Linked DNA regions of Sus scrofa: regions 1, 2, 3 and 5 are each linked to region 4. A link is a contact called in public HiChIP or PLAC-seq data. All regions are on one chromosome and are shown on one strand. Each heading gives the region's core, a stretch centred on a gene start, on an enhancer-like site or on the middle of the called end of the contact. The rest is flanking DNA. Distances are from core to core; before and after follow the strand shown.

Region 1 (2,785 bases), core at 7-2,506, 290 kb before region 4:
ATAAATGTCTATCAACAGAGGCTCAGATAAGGAAGATGCAGTACATATATGCAATGGAATATTACTCAGCCATAAAAAAGAACAAAATAATGCTATTTGCAGCAAGATGGATGGACTTAGAGATTATCATAAGTGAAGTATGCCAGACAAAGAAAACAAATATCCTGTGTTATTGCTTATATGTGGACTCTAAAAAAATGATATAAATGAATTTATTTATAAAACAGACTCACAGACATAGAAATCAAACTTATGTTACCAAAGGGGAAAGGGAGGGATAAATTGGGACTTTGGGACTAACAAACACATTACTATATATAGAATAGATGACCACAAGGACCTGCTGGGTAATATAGGGAATTATACTCAATATTTTATTTTGTAATAACCAATAAGGGAAAAGAATCTGAAAAAGAGCATATATATATATATATATATATATATATATATATATATAGAGAGAGAGAGAGAGAGAGAGAGAGAGAGAGAGAGAGGGAGAGAGAGAGCTGAATCACTTTGTTGTACACCTGAAAATAGAATGACATTATAAATCAACTATACTTCAAAACATTTTTAAAAAGATGCACAGGCTACTGAGAGGGTCTTATAGGGAGTGATTCTAGAGTGGTAGATCACTACTGGCTATAGGGGAAGAGGGCTTAGGGTGGATTTTTTGGACACCCCTCAAATGTCCTGGTAGAAGCTGCCCAGCTGACGCTGGCTTGGGAAATTCAAACTGACAAACTGATGTTTTCCCCACCGAACCTCCTTTGTTAGTGGTGAAAACGGAAAATGAGCATTTGGGAAGGATGACCTTTATGAGAAACTTTGGGGTAATGCCTTAGGGTGAGACTCAAGACAGAGTTAAAAACAGAATTTTGGCCCTTTCTGTCTGGAACCATCACTGTGCATTGAGGACTGGAGAAAATAATGTAATTTGATTGTTCCATTGGGTCATTTCTGGGAATATGAAGACATTTTCCCAAAACTGGAAGTCTGTATGCATTGGGAGAGTATCTTGATGCTGGGTCCTGTGTCCTTCTTGGCCTCCCCCTCCCTGGCCCCCTGCTCCATCAGCAGATGCGAGTTTCCCTTGAAACTTGACTTAATTGGAGGTGACCCCGATTTTTCTGCAGTGAACTCTGTTAGGGTTGAAGATGCATTTGGCTGCTCAAGAACCCCCCCCAGCCTGCCTTTCCTCACTGCATTGCACTTGGCAGATGTCTTTTGCGAAAGGAATGTGAGAATTTCCCTTTTCATCATGTCAGATCATCTGGCTTGGGCCTGGCCCTGCCCCAGGAGCCCAGCGGACACAGCTGGAGCAGGGAGGGGCCCGGCTGGTGGCTGAGCTGGGAGTCGTGGCCTTCTCTTGGCTTGAAGGCCATGGTGGAGCAGGGCTGACCAAGGCCAACGCCTCCCACGGGGTGGGGGACGGTGCCCAGCCTGACACACAAGTGGAAGGAGGTGGGGCACAGGGAGGCCTCTTCCTGCTCCTCTGCTCTAAGCTCTGTGATTATGGCTGTGAACTCTCCCACAGTGTCTGGCTACTTGACTAGGAGACCTCCAAGATAAGTCACTTCTGCGCTGGGGGTCGGGGGGACCAGGTTTTGGGTGGCCCGAAGTTTGTACGATTTTTGGAATCCTCTTTGAAAAGATGAAATTACAAACACAGAATTCAGTACAGGGCCTTAGAAAGGGCCCTTGCGAGGGAGAGGGCCTGAGGTCTGAGTTGCCTCAGTGTTGTGGTGAATCTGCCATTTCCGTATCTGTTCTAACAGGAAGAACATGCAGACATGAAGGCTGGGAGGATATTTTGGATCTGGTTTTGGTTGTCAACTTATGAACCTACCATCACAGGGCCACCTGATGGTCAGGGCAGCCTGGTCAGGTGGGAGAGGGTGGGGCTGAGGCCCGGAGGGCCTGGGTGTGTTGGGACACCCATGGGGGCTAGGATGCGCTCAGAGGAAAGTCTGGGAGACCGTCCAAAGTCAGCAGACAAGGTCAACCAAAATGCTAAGTGCGGAGTTGTAGGACATAATTCAGACAGGCCAGATTTTTGTTTGCTAGATTTTGCACAATAGGTTAGAGGTTGAGGATTATCATTTCAGAGCCTCCTGATCTGGATTTAGGCTGAATTGTCTCTCCTTGTCCTGGTGGCTATGTCATTTCTTTAGCTGCAGATACTGACTTCTAGGAGACTGATTCCTTTTAAAAGCAGACAGGTGCCGAGCCTGAGTCTGTCACTTCTCAGCTTTGAAATTCACACTTCTTCATCTCTAAGACTCATGTTATACTTGTTTCCGAAAAGTTGCGATGATCAAAAACATTGAGACAGGTGAAGGCCTATACTAGAATTCTAAACACAATTCTTTTCAAACCAGAGTAAGTAGACACATTTAGTAAGAATTTGCCACTTACAAGCTTGATCTAATAGACGCAGGTGGAGCCCTGCAAACCGAGACAATGCATACTTCTCAGGCCCACATAAACATTTCTATAAATTGACCACATTCTCAAAGTCTCAAGTCCTAGGTCATGTATCCCACAGATCCATTCCTTGCAACTGCCCTTGTATTCATGGGATAAACCCAGCAACCTCGCTGAATTCACTTATTCATGTACCCTGTCAATACCCACAGTTTTTTTTTTTTTTAATTTTTTCCCACTGTACAGCAAGGGACCACAGTTCTTGAGAACTCATTGTCAAGTGAAAACAGGAAGCTGCAGAATATAAATCTAATGTGATACCAATTACCTAAAATTTAAAACACACAAAGTTATTTGG
Region 2 (2,887 bases), core at 112-2,611, 320 kb before region 4:
CTAAAAGAAACGCTCAATGTATCATTTCCGCTAGATGGCGCGATTTCCCCTAATCGGTCCTCAAGACACCCGATTTATAAAATAAATACATTCCAACGCCTTCCGAAACCACACTACATAATAGCAGCTCGCAGGCGCCCATTAAAAAAAAAATCTCAATTTAGGGATATTGATTCTACCTCCGAGCAAATCTAATGCAATTACATTAACAGGATGCAATCAAGAATTGCACACTAGTGTCCCCATCAGTCCTCCCCCCAAATACACCTGTCCCACTGCCCCAGCTTGTTCCTGGGATGAGCCACTGCTTGAGCCAGGCACGTAACTGTTGCTGTGCCCAGCCCTCTGGGCCCACCTGTTCACTTAGAAACGCCAGGGCCACTCGCGACTCCTATCCCTTAAGCACTCAACACAAGTCCCTCACTTTCCTGCGCACCTGCGCTCCCAGGCAAAGGACCATTGGAGACCCAAGCCCAAACAGTGCGCAGCGCCGATGCCCCCGGGGCAAGCCCTAGAGCAGCGGCTCTGCAGCTGGCTAGGCAGTTGGGCCAGAAGCTGGAGGAGAGGGCCCGGGAGAGTCGGGCCAATGCGGGTTCACAGCGGCACAGCCCGGTGGCTCTCCCTGTCCCAGGCTCCGCGGGCTGGACGTAGCGACCGCCCAATGAGGAGGTGGCCGCGGGAGAAAGAGAGCTCCCAGCACGCGCACAGTGGTACACACATTCGCCGGGTCTGCCCAACCACGAGCGCTGCAGGCTGCCCGGGGAGAGCATTTTAGGAAAAAAGAGCAAATACCAAACCACAAAAACTTTGCTGCTGCCAAGAGCTAAAGCGATCAGGCTTAGCAAAGCTCAAATCTGGGCAAGATGGGAGCAAGATGAGACGCGGGGTTGGGGAAGACCAAAGCCGTGCCGTAGCCCGGGCAAGTGGTGGCGGCGCCTCAGGGATGTCAGAGCCGGGTCCGCCCCGCTCCTGGCCCGCGCTTACCTTGGCGGCTGCATGAGCCCCTGCAGCCCTCGGGGGGGTGGCGCTGACAGGGCTGCGGGCGAAGAGGGGTTGCCGGGGCGCCGCTGTTCGGCCCCGGGGCAAAGTGGGAGGGGCTCGGCAGGCGCTGGTCCCCGCCGCCCCGGCCGGCTCAGCAGCGGCCCGGGGCGCGCCGCCTGCTCCCGGGCTGCATGCCTGCGAGCGCCTGGAGGAGCCGGCCCGGGAGCGAACGGCTAGTGCTTACCCAGCCAAAGGCTCGGGCTGCGCAGCCCGCGCTCGAGAGACAACTGCAGAGTCGGGCGGCTCGGGCCAGCCCCCTCCCTCGCCCGGCCCCCGCCCGCAACCGCCGCCAAGCGCGGCGTCTCGAGGTTCTTTTGCGCGCGGAGGGGAGGGGGCGGGCCAGGCGCCCGGGGCGCAGGCGGGGGGCGAAACGGGCGGGGCCAGCCGGGCGCGGGCGGGAGCGGAGACGTGGGGTGCCGACTCGGATTGCCCCGCCCCGCCGCGGCCGCACCTTCCCGCATCAGCACCCGCTAAGGCGGTTGGGGTCGGGAGCTGCTCACGCTGCCAAGTCTAGACTTCCCTAAACATGCGGGTTAGGGGGGCGCGAGCCGCAAGTGCCATGACCCTCGAGGCGCCTCCAACTTTCCTAATCATCCGCTGCGAAGCCCTGGAGAGCACGTTTCCATCATCAGTTCCATGGGTAGGGCGAGATATTCTGAGGTTTCTGGAATAGACAGTCACATCCAGGAGAAAAGCTGCTACTCTCTGCAGAGACGCACCTTTGTTGTTCTGAGATGTTTGCTTAATCTTCTTTTTAAAAATTAACACATATGTATTAAATATGTAAATGAGGAATACGTCCTTGTGTACAATTTTTATACAGCCCAGGCATATCTAGAGTAAGAAGACCGTATAACATCCCCCTTCCCATATCAGCCCCTCCCCAGAGGTAACCTCGGGTCAGAGTGTGCTCCGCCGCGAGTCTTTCCTGTCCCTGCGCGGCGCTTTTACGCTCACACGCACGGATTGTAAGTGGATTCTCTTCTCCAAAGAATGTTTCACCATGCAGCGCATGCACACACTGGCGAGAACACTTCGGTTGCGATAAATTCCCCAGAGGCTTCCGGGAGTCCAGGGAAAGATTCTTGCCGTGAAACAGCAAAGAGCCACCCAATCGCCCTGTGCAGAGCTGAAACCCCAGCTGGAGCTTGCAGTCAGCCTGAACACACAGCTCACGCCCAAATTAGCATTGCTCGGTTAGAGAAATTTGCCAGTGCGTTTCAGACAGGGTTATGGCCTTCGCATTCTTACAGAAAACAAGCTGTCATGGATTTTGATGAGAACTCTTTGGATTTGCAAAATAAAAAGGTATCATCTACATTAAAACACGATCATTATTTATGCTTGTGGTCTTGAGAGATGTGGTTTCAACTCAATATTCTGTGTTTTATTGGTACTGAGATAATCTATAGCTGGGATATAAATACAATCCATGTGATTTCGCAGGAAGAGATCAGGTATTGGAATTGCTGGTTTCTATAATTAGCTCTGACCTTGGGCAAGCCTTTTAGCTCTCTTGGGCCCCAGTTTCCTCATAGAGAGAGAGAGGAGAGAGAGAGAGAGAATGTCCAGCCCTAATAATTGGTGAACGACAGATTTCTTCCCTTATCAAATTTTTCAACTCAACTCTAACCTCCTTAGGGAATGGCTCTCCCAGCGTTGCATTCTTTCTTCCTAACACTGATCTCACTTTGCAATTATGCACTGGTTAGCGTGACCCTTCTGTAGGTGCGGGCCTCTCCCATCAGGCTGTAAGCACCTTGACAGCAGAAACCAAACTGCCTGCGGTCATCACTACACCCCCAGCTTGTAGTGTAGTGTCTGGCATGTACTAGACATGCTACAA
Region 3 (2,968 bases), core at 204-2,703, 380 kb before region 4:
CTGAAATCCTGCAGACCAAAACCCACTCGTCAGCAGGAGAGGTGGCCCGGGGCCCAGCACCAGTGGTCCTCTGGCTTATCTGAGGGCCACCGTGTCGGGCGAGGAGATCCAGGCCAAGGGTCCAGGCTGCTTTAGTCCATCTGTGCCCCGCTCGGTTGGGGACAGGTGGTTTTTCTTTATTGTAAAATTGTGGACTTTTAAAACCTGTTGACTAAACAGTAATTAATTTATATTTGTGAAAAATGCCACTGTCCTAGTGATTTCTGATGTAAATAATGTTGTTTATATAGTATGTATTAAATTTTCCTACATTGTAAAAACTGCTGTACTTTTGATTCTTATATATTAAAAAGTGTTACTAAGGATTTTTAGAATTGGGCGAACATGTTGCTTTGCATTGGCGTGCCCTGTGACCATACATGCCTCCACGTCACCCTTTCTCTGGTTGCTGGGTCATTGGGATTTTTTGACAGCTTGTGAAATGGAGTCTTTTCAAGTTATGTTTCTCCCCTCGCTACTGAGCACCAGTTGTGCTGTTGAGTCCAGGATCTTACACTGCAGGTTCTATCATTTTCTCTGAGCAGCGTCCCTGACCCCAGCAGCTGTCATCTTAGCCCACATCCCTACCCTTGATGAGAACCTGGAGGGGTTGGCACCAGTAGTTGAGCAGGGCAGCCCTCAATTTCCCATGTTGTTCGTGCCCAGGAGGATCCCGGGAGACCCAGGCCTGTGCAAACAGGGGTCCTACAGCCACCTCTACCCAGAGGAAATAAAAACACTGAGCCTGCCAGCCTGCAGCCCTGAGGGTCATTTTACAGTTGGGTTATATATTCTTGAAGGGGAAAAGAGCACTTTATAATGGAAACACTGACACAAATGTTAACTCAAGCAATTTGGCACAGGGGCCAGCCCAACTCCTGCGAGGCCCAGACAGAGGAAGGGAGCCACAGCCCACGAGTGGAGAACCGTCTGAATAGAAGTCGGAGAGGTTTGCCAGGCCCGAGGGGTTTTACTAACACTTAAATGGCTTTGAAGCGAAACTTCAGTCCTTGTGAAGCACTTAATTCTTGATAACAGATAAAACTGCATTTCCACTCAGAGTTGAGGATTAACTCCTGTGACTGTCAGCCCAGGACCTGTGGTTGTAGGGTCCTGCTGCCCTGGCTGCGCCTGGATTTAGCGCCTGTAGTTGTGGAGTTGACGCAAAGAAGAGCCGAGAGTTCTTCCTGCCTATAAACTTAACGCACAATCATGTTGCAACTCACAGCTCGGCTGGAACAACTTTGGGAAACTTTAAGAACAAGTGCAATAATCAGTCTATGATTTACAATAGCAACCAGGCTTCTAAACTGACCGCTGCCAAAACGCCTGCCTTTTACTGGAAGGAGCAGGCCCAGGCCCCTCCCTGCTCCCTGGCGAGGCCTCGCTCCTCTGGCATCAAGGCAAGTCCTCAATTAGCGCCAACAGAAAGGTCACTTAGTGAAACACAAGGCCCTGCAATTTGCCAGGCAGCGCTGAGCTCCAACCTGTGGCTCTTAAAGGAACAGGACCAGGTTTGCCTTGGAGGCAGCCCTTCCCTTGTGTTTTGAGGTTGAAAACCCACCAGGCTCCTGTCACCTTGCAAGCTGCATTTGTTCTGCTTTGTGAAGTGGGGAAGAGACATGGCCTGTCTGAATCAAAGTTCTTTATCCTGTAGAAAACAGGGCCCTCCCCTGGGGTGGGTCTTGGGGATCCCTGGTCAGTTTTGTACAGGGAGACAGGGTTTTGTGTGGAGCACAGGCAAATCGCTGACCTACAGAATTTTGACCTTGAGAATGGTAGAATGGCAGCCATTTCTTGGGAGCCAGAGCTGCCCTACAGAGGGTTCACATGTGCTTTTCTTTATTTCTTTTCTGACCCCAGAGGGAACTGATGTTGCTTAAAGCATGGTCCGCACTAACCCCACGCACCAGGGTGGCCTGAGGGGCCAGGAGTGGTCTGGGGGTGGGCAGGGAAGTCAGTGCCTGCCTATGATTGGGAAGCTGGCCTTTTCATCTTCATTTGCATACGGAGGAGGCAGCTCCTAGGGTTCATGGGCTTTGTGAGAGCTCCGAAAGCAGAAAAGGAAAAAGTTCGTCCACACTGGGGGTCAACTGGAAGGAGACAGTGTCCATCAGTCCTTGGCTCAGGGAAGGGAGATCAGGGGGACCTAAGACATAGCAACCCTCACCCCCCCCAGAGCCGGACAATCAGTCCATCCTGGGAGCCCAGGAAGGAGGTTTCTGCAAAGCCTGCTCTGTGCGGCGATTAAACACAGGAGGAACGCCCAGCGGGGAGTGGAACCAGCTAAACTTGGAGACAGAGTCTGGCCCCTTCAAGGCTCACAGAGAGACATGGCTGGGACTAGACCGTCATGAGAGTGGCCCTGTCCTAGCTGATGTGGACATACACACGTGAGCCAGGATGAGACCCTGCCCTCTCTGAGCTTTCCTGGGTGGAGGGTCAGGGATGCAGAACATAGACAAGCAAACAATGAGAAGACAAGATGTCACATAAATGCCAGGGAGAAAAGAGCCAGGACAGGAGTAGAGGGACAGGAGTCCAGGAAGGCATGAGGACCAAAGAGAAGCATGGGTCTGGGAGGCAGACAGACTTGGCTTTGAACCAGCTGGCTTCTTAGGCAAGTTCACTGCTTCTCCAAGCCTCAAATACAAACTACGGATAACGAGAGCCCCTTGCCAGGCCAGGGTGGCGTAGATGAGGTCACTGAGGGGACACCCAATGGGCTTGGCATCTGTTGAGATTATCAGAGGGGGATGCTGGGACCTCCAGAGGCACTGCTGAACTGGGGTGGATGACCATGCTCGCCACCCCAGCTGGGTCTGCTTTGCATTTTGGCTCCTATTCTCTGCCAGAGGGCCTTGAGTGACTATAGTTCTAGAACTGTCCTGCAGAGGGCAGCAGATTTCCACTACAAACGGCTTGCCTC
Region 4 (2,923 bases), core at 349-2,848:
AATAAACTCACCGAGAGAAGCAAAGGGGAAGAGATGGAAGAGATGGAGGATGAATGCATCTAAGGTGGGTACAAAACAGGGTAAAAGGACCAGAATCCCTGAATCCCATAGTAGGCAATGCTTATAGTCTCTCTCTGTCTGTCACTTTCTGTTTCTGACACATTAGCCTTTCCCTGCTGGGGTTACATGGAGGAACAGAGTTCCTAATGAACAAGCGGGTCAACATATGGAAAATACTTGAGGCAAACACACACCTGCTTTTATGAGACACACAGGCAAATTTGCCTGGCCACAGCTGTAGCTTGCCAGTTGGCCTACTGGCTTTTATCCATGTGTTGTAGGCAGACAACTGAGGGGAATGAATGTTCCCAATGAGTGGCCAACTAAATGCCTGGTGAGTTTTGAATGCCTTATGAATAGTTAGTGTGACTTTGAATATTCTACTTACTTTATCTATGTTTAATAGGTCTCACTGGCCACTGGCATCGATTACTTTCCTCTGTCCTCATTGGCCTGTTTCTCTTAGTTTATAGAGTCAAACTGAACATCCTTAAACAACAGAGCAAATGTACCATCATGTACCACAATTTTTGTGTGAAAGTAGCCTGAACTTCCACTCTAACTTAACCTTCCTCCTGTTCTCAGAATGAGACAGGGGAGCTGAAGGAAGGAAATGGAGACCAGGTTCCAACATTAGAACCAGACTAGCATCTTAGCACCACACTGGGTCTTTTTTGAATAAATTTGGAAGCAAAAGGAAATCCACGCATGTCAGCCTTTGACAGGCCACGTAAGGTAGTGGAAAAAAAAAAAAAAAAAAAAAAAAAAGCCAGAGAGACCTGGTTTGAAACCCCAGTGCTTCCATCTGACTGAATAACCTAACTCTGGGAGAATTGCTTAAGCTTTCTAAGCCTTCTTTCTCTCGCTTATGAAATAAGAATAGAATTGTTTTCTTTAGTTATATGAGAAAAGCCAGGCAGAGTGCTCATTTGCCTAGACTGGCCTTAAGCTGAGACCCCAATACATGTGAGTTCTGCTGTTTATCCACACACTTCTTTATATGTCTCTTCATTCTAGGTTTCATACCATCCCCAAGCCAATGACACTGTACCAGTCAGACTCCAGCTGCAGTGTGGACTCAGGGTGGCCGTAGGGGGTGATGCTGCTGTGTTTGGGGCTCCAAGGAGCTTTGCCTTTGGGTGGGAACTCTTCTGCCATGGTCCCTGTTGGCTGCTTTGAGTGAGGTCTCTTTGGATGATGCTTCATTCTAGACCAAGAGTGCTTCAAAGAAGGAGACAATAAATTGAGCTCGGGGGCAGACAATCACAGCTGCCAAGGGCAGGCCTTCTTGTTCTTTTAGAAGTGCTCTGAGCCCCTGGGGTAAAGTTTCCTGTAAGTGTGGGTGTTAAAACGGTTTGTTTTGGTGTTGTTTTTGATACTTTGCAACTCCTTCCAGAGGCTAAGACACCCAAAGCCCTGCCAGAAAATCATCACAGAGGAATAAATAATATCACAACCACATCCTGAAGCCCAGCAGTCTTTCTCCACACTCTCAGCCCCCGACGCCCTTTCTCTGGTCTCTAGCTCCAAACTTGCAGAGGTTTCAGCAAAGTGGCACTAGGCAGAAAAAAATGTTCCAAAGCTGTCTTGCCTCAGCAGGGCCCGCCCATGGTGGGACGGGGAGAATTCCAAGGTAAACAGGCTGTGTTATCACTCCAGGCTTTCTTGGCACAAACAGCCCGTTTCCAGCCCCGAAACATATTTTTAGAGGATAATGGACAACCAGTCACAGAGTAAACACAGAGCCGTTTGCAGGTGTTATGTTCCTTTGTGTTCGCCAACCAGATGTTCTTCCCTGGGACCGGCTGTTTGGCTCTCTGGGTTCCCTGAGCACACAGAAATGTCACTCTTTCTTGCCCTTTTCAATAAAATAAAGCGAGGTTCTCGTGGGAGAGTTCCCAAAATGAGTTGCAGATTTCACTTGCAAACTATTCATCTATTTGTGTCAATTTCTTTCTTTGTCCAACCCCCATTCCACACCCCACCCCCCCAAATCTGGATTAGGCCAAGGAACACTAGTCAAAATAAACATGTAAATCTTGACCTTTAAAAAAAAGTAACTACTAGAACAGAGCTATAAAAGTTACCCTGGGGAACTTAGGCTGCAAATTTCACGCCCTCCTTCTTGTGCTCTGGGTTGGCATGGGGTACGGTGGACACCAGCACGCGCTCCAAACCGGGGCCAAAGCAGGAAGGTGCCAGTGTTATTTCTACCGCTCCTGGTCAAGACATTCAGCCTGCTGGGGACACTCAGGGATATTTTGGATGGCCTGTTCTCTCTCTCTCTTTGGCCAAGTGTACTGTGCTGTAGTGGGTCAGCTTAGAGAAAGCTGAGTGCTTCTAGAATGCCTGACAGATCGAGGGAGGTAGTGAAGTGGGTGAACTTGGCTTTAGGAGCTGAGGCCCCTTTAAGAGCCGCTCTGAAGTTCAATCTCATGTGGCCTTAGCCTAGAAAGGGTTCACCTGGGTTTTGCTGAAAACATCTTGGTCTGAGCTTTGAACTGGTTTGGTCATAAATGGGGGAAGTAAAAGAGGCCCCTTTCACTATTAAACCTTACAATTTCTGGGGTCAGACAGGAGCGCCTCATTCTTTCATCCCAATTTTCCCCAGCTGGGGAGCAGCGTCAGGTCATCACTATTCAGTCACTGAGTCTCCGCAGTATTCCTTCTTTCTAGAATATTCCCAGTGCAAGGCAACTGGGCTGCCTAGGAATCCTGCTGCTTGGCACTCCTCAGGAATGCCCTTTCCCCAGCCCATGATAAAAGAAGGTAGCCCTAAAGGGCCACAGGGCTTAAAGTCTGGTTGTGGAAAATGCACGTAGCTCTGTGGGTTGGCCCTGTGAGAAGTTCAGTGTCACACGAA
Region 5 (3,013 bases), core at 286-2,785, 500 kb after region 4:
ATCAGTCTTTCCCCAGACCCTGTGCCCTTCCCAAGACTGACTGATCAGGGGTGACACTTGACCTGAGCCAGGAAATTACTGTTTCTTCCTTGGGAATTTTGTAGACTGTGATGGAAAGAGGAATCTCTTTTGTGCCTGGACTGGAACAAGGAAAATTCAGGTACACTTGGCTTTTTCTCTAGGCTGCCTTGGAGTAGGTCTCATGTTACTTGCAACCAAGAGATCCTATATAATATACCTTGTTCACATATTCTACAAACCTTTATAGATTGACATTCTCTTTGAAGGATCCCCAATCTCATAGCAAAAGTGTCATGACCACTTTATCGAGCACTTTTTGGCAGGGAGAATCATGGTAGCCGTGATGTTGTGTGCTAACACCTCCATTTCTATTTATTTTTGGCCTCTTGCCTTTGGAAGAAGTGATGAGCATGTGTAAGTGTGTATTTAGGGGAGGAGAGGAGTGATTCCGGCAGTGAAATGGCTGGCAGAAGGACCTGAGTCCCTGTCTTCTTTGAAGAAAGAATTCAGAATAGAGACTAAGATTGTGAAATAGAGATGGCATTTATTAAAAGCAAAGTACGAGGAGTTCCCTTGTGGCTCAGTGGGTTGGGAATCTGGCATTGTCACTGCTATGGCTCTTGATACACCTAGGGCATGGGTTCGATCCCTGGCCTGGGAGTTTCTGCATGCCATGGGTATGCACCACCCCCACCCCACCCCCACCACCAAAAAAAGAAGCAAAGTACAGGTGGAAGAGCACAAGGGTGAATTTAGAGTGAGTTGCAAGCAATAGAGGCAGCCGAAATTGCTAATAAGGGAGCAGTCGTCTGGGTTGTCTCTGGCCAGTCATCTTTCTTATAAACCACCAGCTGCAGCTGCTCAGCCTGAGACCTATCTCCTACCTCAGGGGAGTCAGCGAGGATTGTACACACAGACATAAACGACCCTTGGATCTGTGCCCTGGGCATAGCCTGGCCCTGCTTACTGCCAGGCCCCCTGAATCCCCATCTGCCAGATGACCCTTCCCTCAGTGCTCCCTAGATGGCTGGCCACGTGCTAGCTGGCCCTCCGAGCTCTCCCTGGGTTTGCAAGCACTGAGCACCACGAAGTAAGTCATTTTCTCTGTAGTCCCAAGGTAAGCTTCTCTCTCAAGAAAGCCAAAATTACACCATCGATCACCCAGACTTGCTGTCCTTTTTTTAAAAGCTCACGTCCACAGAGTGGGGATCAGTCCGGGGTGATGACCCCATGCAGAGCCACCCACAGAATATTCATGAGGCCCCCTGGCTGCTGAAGCAGCCATGACTCAGCTGGGAAGCCAGCTGAGCGTGAGGTCTTTTAAGGGTAATTTAGCTGCATGTAGCAGCACTGATTTATTCTTTTTCCTCCCTCAGATAATGAACACTGTGCCTATGTGTTCCTGGGCTGGTGACAGACAGGGCTGTGGGCCCCCTGGGATTTCTCCACCCTCCCTCCCACGCTGTACTCTGGGACACCTCTGCACATAGCTTCTGAACACAGCTGTCAGATGTCCCCATGACCCTTCCCTCAGTTCCCTTCTAGTCCTGCTCACACAGTGCATAAGGAGAACCAGGAATACCAGAACAGAAGCAGGTCAAATTGAGATTGGAGGAGGAGAGTGGGCTGGCATAGCTGCCTGGCACAGAGCAGCATATATGATGTAATTAATGCACCATGAGTTGCCCAGTGTGTATATGGGCAGTAAGGGCGGTGAAGATAAGCACATGGAGCTGTAGCAGGGCCACCCCATGTGACTGTGCAGGCTCTTTCCTGCACCGCTCCAGGGGGCAACCTTCACACAGACTATGGTATGAAGGACACTCCCAAGTTGGACAACAGGCCACTTCTGTTGTCTCTCTACTTCAACAAAATTTATTCCTATGTCACTGCTAAGAAAGAGAATAAAAGTTTTAAAAGAAATAACTGATCACAAGAGGTTCCACTTATGATAAGCCAACAAGAAAGTAAAGCATGAATGGGCCAGCATTACCCAAAGAGTCAGTGGTGTGTTGGAGTCCACTGACAGCAGCTTGCAAGAGCCGATTCTTAGTATCTCTACCTATCTGTGCATTCAGCAACTTCACATTGGTAGCTTGAAATCAGCCATGTGGATTACTTTCAGAAATTAGCAAACACTATACATCAGGGCCTCCCCACTACCCACTTGGAAAGCCGGTTCAGTGTTTAACAGCACACCACTGGGCATTAGCCACATCCTGCCCTACGCTCTCAATTTCTATTAGGTAAAGGGTAACTTAAAAATGAATTTATTTTCATATTTGCTCTCCTAAAAGGAATCTTTGCTTAGTGCACCCCATAAAAACTGCCCTTGTCCTACTCGAGCTTCACCTGAGACCCCGCCCTCTAGCATCTTTGATCCTTACTTGGTGAGTGGCTAAGCCAGCTACTTAAATTCTGTGCCTACATTAAACACAGTGACATCTGACAGGCTTTATTCTAGAAATGTTTTCAGGGGAGTGGTTATCTCGTAATCCTATAAGCTTTGATAATTGGCTGAAACTTTGTAAATCTGAACAAGTTTATCCATAAAGATTTCAACTTAGCTGGTATGAAATTTGTCAGTTCTATAAAGATGAAAGTATGTCCCTTGTGTTTTGGAATAGCATAAGGGTCACTTATTCTGGTAATATTTGATTCACCTTAGCTCGAATAGTGTACCTTGATTTTTTCTTTTTCATCTTAAACTATGATTTCTGTTTCCTATGTAAGAATTCCCCAGAGGCATTCTTGAAGGAGGTTCTTATCCTTACTACCGGATTTAGAATTTAAGTTTCAGTTTAGTGCCAATGTAGTAAGCCATAATTAAATTGATAATAAGCATTTACAAAGTAATAGTGATTTAATTTATACTACCTGCCTTTAAGATGATTAAAAAAAAAGAAAGAAACAATTTAAAACTTAATACCAGGACAAGGAGAAAAAAAGCCATTTCCTAGAGTTCCCACTGTGGCTCAGCAGTAACAAACCC

What was found. HiChIP or PLAC-seq counts read pairs in DNA pulled down with a chosen protein or histone mark.
Region 1: an H3K27ac HiChIP or PLAC-seq map of skeletal muscle shows a contact between it and region 4. The contact joins two enhancer-like sites. A contact is called at or near these places in 1 of 47 Hi-C or Micro-C datasets (heart right ventricle) and 1 of 2 datasets of contacts at active chromatin or transcription factors (skeletal muscle).
Region 2: a contact with region 4 is called in an H3K27ac HiChIP or PLAC-seq map of skeletal muscle, with 14 times the contacts expected there. The contact joins the promoter of RGMA here to the enhancer-like site in region 4. A contact is called at or near these places in 1 of 5 promoter capture datasets (fetal skeletal muscle), 8 of 47 Hi-C or Micro-C datasets (embryonic fibroblasts, fetal heart ventricle, fetal skeletal muscle and 5 more) and 1 of 2 datasets of contacts at active chromatin or transcription factors (skeletal muscle).
Region 3: an H3K27ac HiChIP or PLAC-seq map of skeletal muscle shows a contact between it and region 4, with 15 times the contacts expected there. The contact joins two enhancer-like sites. A contact is called at or near these places in 1 of 47 Hi-C or Micro-C datasets (embryonic fibroblasts) and 1 of 2 datasets of contacts at active chromatin or transcription factors (skeletal muscle).
Region 5: a contact with region 4 is called in an H3K27ac HiChIP or PLAC-seq map of skeletal muscle, with 15 times the contacts expected there. The contact joins two enhancer-like sites. A contact is called at or near these places in 1 of 47 Hi-C or Micro-C datasets (heart right ventricle) and 1 of 2 datasets of contacts at active chromatin or transcription factors (skeletal muscle).

What each region holds. Positions count from the first base shown.
Region 1 is chr7:85,889,937-85,892,721 of Sscrofa11.1, reverse strand. No RefSeq gene overlaps it. Among named protein-coding and RNA genes, the nearest start is that of RGMA, 30 kb to the left of the region's middle. Within about 2 kb of position 1,256, at least 19 of the 83 cell types and tissues checked have an H3K27ac peak or open chromatin away from gene starts, as enhancers often do. A contact at or near this core is called in skeletal muscle, where this site is marked.
Region 2 is chr7:85,919,998-85,922,884 of Sscrofa11.1, reverse strand. RGMA (repulsive guidance molecule A) reads right to left here and starts at 1,361. Exons shown (of 4, transcript XM_001924865.4): 1 at 985-1,361. The coding sequence starts at 998.
Region 3 is chr7:85,978,111-85,981,078 of Sscrofa11.1, reverse strand. CHD2 (chromodomain-helicase-DNA-binding protein 2) reads left to right here. Exons shown (of 38, transcript XM_021099370.1): 38 at 1-320. Among named protein-coding and RNA genes, the nearest start is that of RGMA, 58 kb to the right of the region's middle. Within about 2 kb of position 1,453, at least 31 of the 83 cell types and tissues checked have an H3K27ac peak or open chromatin away from gene starts, as enhancers often do. A contact at or near this core is called in skeletal muscle, where this site is marked.
Region 4 is chr7:85,596,551-85,599,473 of Sscrofa11.1, reverse strand. No RefSeq gene overlaps it. Among named protein-coding and RNA genes, the nearest start is that of RGMA, 320 kb to the left of the region's middle. Within about 2 kb of position 1,598, at least 20 of the 83 cell types and tissues checked have an H3K27ac peak or open chromatin away from gene starts, as enhancers often do. A contact at or near this core is called in fetal skeletal muscle, mesenteric adipose tissue, retroperitoneal adipose tissue and 1 more, where this site is marked.
Region 5 is chr7:85,096,008-85,099,020 of Sscrofa11.1, reverse strand. It overlaps the pseudogene LOC100627536. Among named protein-coding and RNA genes, the nearest start is that of MCTP2, 130 kb to the right of the region's middle. Within about 2 kb of position 1,535, at least 12 of the 83 cell types and tissues checked have an H3K27ac peak or open chromatin away from gene starts, as enhancers often do. A contact at or near this core is called in skeletal muscle, where this site is marked.